Linked DNA regions of Zea mays: region 1 is linked to region 2. A link is a contact called in public Hi-C data. All regions are on one chromosome and are shown on one strand. Each heading gives the region's core, a stretch centred on a gene start, on an enhancer-like site or on the middle of the called end of the contact. The rest is flanking DNA. Distances are from core to core; before and after follow the strand shown. Region 1 holds the start of LOC103635572 (cation-chloride cotransporter 1). Region 2 holds the start of LOC100382828.

Region 1 (2,700 bases), core at 40-2,539, 610 kb before region 2:
AGGTGTATCCTAACGTTTTATCGTTTTACCGCTTTAATAACCATGTTTTCAAGTATTACAAACTGACATCAAACACTCTAAACACAAAACTTAAATCTACATCGACAAGCCAACAGTTGCTTGACACAAGGCATGATTTAAGTTATGGTTAGAAGTTGAAAAAAATATTAGGACAGAGGAAATGGCTAGAATTCAAACTACCACTAATGATCGAAGCATTGTACCAATCAGAAGTGACCATCACTATGGAGCAACTGACTATTTTCAAAGCAATCGGTAGTGGTTTCAATATTTATTGAATTCAATAACAATTTCAGCATCGGTCAAGCATCCAATCTTCTAGAAAAGAAAGAGGCATCAGGCATCCATATTATCACTACTGATTTCAACAATGGTGGCATTGCAGTTGCAGGCGCTCCCATAAAACAGAAAACAGATGTGGCAGACATGGTCTCACAGACTTGCTCCTGATGACCACAGTTTTAAATAGGAAGAAGCAACCCAAGGCCCAAAATAGTAATTTCAGTGTTTCCTAACATCCCAGATTGAGTATGCTCAACAGTCCACCGCTACTCTCCACTTACTCCGTTCAACACCCCATGTCCTAAACAATTCATGTCCAAGAGAATGCACACACTATTTCGCAGCAACTATACTAGTTATCCACGCAGCAGTAACCTCTGAATTCAGCACGTATGCGATCTGCTAGCACGTGACATAACAAATTGCTCGCGAAACCTGCAAATGTGATTAGAGTCCGCATCACCTTGGCGGCTGGGGAGTCACGACGGCATCGATTGTGGAAGAGGAGGATCCCGGCTCCATGGAAGTCATCTGGATCACAGCGCGGTCGCTCGACCCGACCGGCCGGTACCGCCGCCCATTGGGCGGCGAGGGCACTGGCGGTGCGTCGTCGGCCTCCTCGATTCCACCGTTCTCCATCCCTCGGGAACGCTGCGGAACACATCCCGGTGAGATCCAGAGTTCAGAGGTACACACGCTAACTAACCCCGCACAGCCGGCGTCGGATCCAGATCCGCAGCGGCGCGTGCTAGCGGGAGGAGCAGCGCCTGCGCAACAGGTGGGGAACGGAGAGAGGTCTCCGGATGCTCCGCTTACCTGGAGGAGGTGGTGGGAGGCGATAGCGGTTTCAGTGGCGGAGGAGGAGGAGACGCCAGCGGCGACAGTGGCGGCGGCTGCGGAAGGTGGGCAACGGTCAGAGGAAGTAAAGACATGAAACTCGCTTTTTTTTTACTACTCTGTTTTTTTTCGTACTATGCCTTGCGAATGTAGAATCGTCCTTTTTTGCGAACGTAGAATCGGCCGTTTTGGGCCGGTTTTCGCTAAATTTTAGTCGTGTTTTTGCTGCGAATTTTTATATATCATATAAATAGTTATTAAGATATTAATTTAAATGTAATTATTGTTTATTTGTAAACACAAAGGTACATGTGGTTTGATAGTTAAACCTAAATTTCTCGAGCAGCGGGATATGGGTTTAATTGCTCACTCTGCACTGTTTTTAGACCATCTCCAACTATTATGTAAAAAGGTTCCTAAATTTCAGTTTAAGAAGTTATTAGAAAAAAAACATGTCTCGAATGGTACCCTAAACAATGTTGCTAAATTTAAAAAGCTACTATTTTATCCTTTCTTGTCCCCACATTTGGCAATCCGAGAGACTCCCCCAAAGCATTTTTTATATGAAATTAGTGTTATATCTATTCTGTTTTTATTCTCTTTTATTTTTTATCAATAAACTTGGAGCTACTATGTGGAAAATAATTTCGCTGCATGTTACATTTTTATTTCTGCATTTTGCAATTTAGGTCATGTTTGAAATCGATGATTCGAATTTTAGAACCATTGCAAGACCAATATCAATATATCTCTACTACTATTAAGGCTGCAAGGGTAGTCGGTCATTCCCGTGTTCTGCCACCTGTCATTCCCATCATTCCCCCGTACAGTCCACGTCTAGCTAAAATTAAAAAAAACACATGTCCTCAAGGGGATTTGAACCCGTGACCTCTTAAGCAAAGGCTAGGAGTAGCTACCACTACACCACATATGTGTTTATGTCTACATTTATGACAGGAAACACATCTATTACATCTCTCACCAAGCTCACTTGCTACCCTTTCACAATGCGTAGTAGTAGATAAGTATCACCGAGATTCTTGAATTAGATTTTTGGATGGAGATAATATTATTTAAAGAAGAGCTTTGCATGCAATTTATTTTGTTTGCATAATGTATTATACTTAAATTCTTTTTTTTTTGCATGCGTGACATTTTTCTCCGTAATATTTTTTTCCATAGATCAGACTTCTGAGTCATTTCCATAAACCAACGCCAAGCATGAATCCATGTTTCTTACTTGAAACTCCGAACAAACACCATGAGCAGGAGGCACTCACGTTAGCGTCGCTCATCGATGACGAGAAGAAGCTTGGCGACTGTTAGTTCGACCTCTAAAAGCAGTCTTACGTGGTCGCATGCGCCGCTGTGTACGACAAGCTCCCGCGAAGCCACCACTTGGACGCGGTCCAGAGCAGCTGTACCGCGCTGTCCATCGTTAAGCAGGGAGGCCTCATGGTTGTCGCCAACATCGACGACTCTCAGGTTGTTCTGGACACCGCATCCGACGACGACGCCATCACGTCGTCTAGCTCATCGTCCACCTGAAGCCCAACCTAC
Region 2 (2,700 bases), core at 84-2,583:
GGCCTGGCTGTGGACCATTATGCAATGCCACTTTTACCAGCTGCATGAGGATCTTAAACTTTGAGGTTGCTTTGTTCGTACCTGAGTTAAAAGTTAACAAAAGATCAGAACCTCAGATGTCAGCATAACCAAGCATTATAAAAGCTATAAAGAAGATAATTAAGGGTTATAGCAATACTGCATTTAAAAATATATAAATTTCAGAGAACATTTTGTTTTTAAATAAACAGTAATTTATTTGTAAGCATTACTACATCAGTCAAATTTTGATAAAATTTTGTGATAGTGATAAAAAAACATATTGTGATTATTAAAAATTTTACTCTGTCCCTCCAATTACAGATTCCATAGGAACTGATAAGAAAAGCCAGTAGTTAACAATATACAAATGTAATGATTGTCTCCTTTCAGCAGCTCTTTTAGAAGATATGCTGTGAGAATTCAACTTCACAGTGAAACAAGATCAGCAGCAGAGTAGATTTCAATAGATGAAGCAATATAAATAGAGAAACATGCAATTTATTTGTAGGCGTACCATATCCATAGCAGTCCTTTAAGAGATAAATAAAAGTGGCTGCAGGGACGTGTGATAGATCAGAAAATGCATGTAAACGTATGGAGCGCTGCTCATCATGCTGATTAGTTTCAGGGCCTTCTGGAGTAACTTGTTCAAAACGACCCATGCTTCAAAGCGCAGCTAGCCTGTATAGAACAGCACAGATCTGGAATCAAACATCAAGAATGCAACTTCCTTTCCATGAAAAATATACTTATTGTGTGGCCTATGGTTCTAACGGACATGAAAGCATTGTGTATTTAATATTCATCTACTTCAAATCAACTCTAGCACATGAAAAAACTCTATTTCAGTAATATATTGGACCAAGTCTGAATTCTACTGTTGTCGATCAACACTAGCACATGAACAAAATTCAACCACATTCCAATTTACTGATCCTAATCTACTTTGTATTTGCAGTTGTGCATCAATATTTCTATTTCGCAATTTCAGCACATGAACAAAAATACAATCACTGTCTGCAGAACGAGATTGGAGATAGGAGAGCAGGAAGAACGTCAGAGGAGGCTCACTGCGGCGGCTCGGCCAGTGGTCGGTGGTCGGTGGTCGGCGGAAGGCAGTCGGCTGGACGGCTGCAGCTCCAGCGGCGCCGCGCCGTGGCCGAGGCAGATCTTGGCGGAGACTCGGAGGCGCTGCGATGACGCGTGCGGGATAGGGGCGACGTCGGCGACCTGGTCCGGTCGGACGGCAGAAGGGCGGCGGCCACAGAACGCTAGGCGCCGGTCGCTCACCTGCACTGCGGGATTACCTCACGGCCCCTATCAGAGTTATCTCAATCATTCTTAACGAAGGGCTTTCGGTTCTACCCAATCCATATGAATTGAGGTGAATTGAAGGAGTTTCAATCTCTAACAAATTAAAATTTCTCTTAATCCGTATCAATCCGCTCTAATCCATACAGATTAAAAATAACCGAACAAGCCCTTAAGGGGATGTTTAATTTTTATAATCTAATTTTTAGTTCTATTTTTTAATCTCTTTTAGTTCCTATATTACCAAACACATGAACTAAAATAGAGATAATATATTTTATAGTTTATTTTTTATATCATAAATATTATATCAAAGTACGTAAAATATCGAAGAGAGAAAGTTTTAGGAGTGTGGGATGTAAGTCGCGGTGTGTTAAATCTAGACGTGACTAGGTGTCAGCATGAGGACACTTAGGTTTGGGTCGTTGTGTGCAATACTATCCGATCTTTTGCTACTCATCGATTAATAAACAAGAAAATTACAAGCCCATGCACCACTAATCATCAAGAACTCCTAGCTCGTCCTTACTTCTTAGTTGTTGTGTGAGTTCTAATCTATTGATATTAATTCACCTTTATGTTTGTCCATTGTAGAGTGACCTAGAGAGCATACCATTCTCTAAACTTTAGAGAGTCTGGAACCTCGTCTCCCTTTTATAGTACAGGAGACGAGAGATATTACAAAGATAAATCTAGAATCCCATCTGATAAGACCTAACTATCATATTCTTATCCTGTTCCTAGAGTCGTACCATGAGCCATGCCTTCGGTCGTGGCGGTATCACGGATGTCCTTCACCAATCGGTCACCATACTTGTCGTAGGGACATGTATGATATGTCGTATTTGTGGGGAGTGGGGACTAAGGCTAGGACTGGGCAATCAGTTAATCGAAACTTTTTTGCTCAGTTTTTTGTTTTTTAAAGTTCGATTTCTAGATAATGGCAACTAAATTTTTGTTTAGAAAAGGAAAAAATCGAACCTTTGGTTAGCCATATGGTTCGGTTCGGTTTTTGGTTTAACCAAAAATCGAACTTCACGTGACAAGGTGGGACCGTGAGCAACGAGCGTGAGGCCATGATGGGATTGACCCGGTAACCCGGCTCCTAGCGGTGTGAGCGTCTAGCAGCTAGTGGGAAGTGGGATTGAGAAGGTTACATGCCCCATGACCGTGTGACCAGCCCATCGACTGGATGAAGGTGCACACATGGGTCAAAATGGGATTTTAAACTAGTGGGCTAATGGTTTAGTTTTTTCGGTTTAAACCAAACTAAAAACCGAAAACCGAACTAAATTTCGGTTTTTGAAGAATGGTAACCGAAGAATACTTCGGTTTGGCCGTTTCCGGTTTTTCGGTTTTGGTTCCGCT

The links. A called contact is a pair of places that touch in the nucleus more often than the background predicts.
Region 1: a Hi-C map of ear shows a contact between it and region 2, with 2.4 times the contacts expected there. The contact joins the promoter of LOC103635572 here to the promoter of LOC100382828 in region 2. A contact is called at or near these places in 2 of 25 Hi-C or Micro-C datasets (ear and endosperm).

The regions. Positions count from the first base shown.
Region 1 is chr8:96,039,679-96,042,378 of Zm-B73-REFERENCE-NAM-5.0, reverse strand. LOC103635572 (cation-chloride cotransporter 1) reads right to left here and starts at 1,289. Exons shown (of 14, transcript XM_020543276.3): 1 at 1,120-1,289; 2 at 767-954. The coding sequence starts at 942.
Region 2 is chr8:95,431,414-95,434,113 of Zm-B73-REFERENCE-NAM-5.0, reverse strand. LOC100382828 reads right to left here and starts at 1,333. Exons shown (of 11, transcript NM_001361684.1): 1 at 1,093-1,333; 2 at 536-702; 3 at 1-81. The coding sequence starts at 683.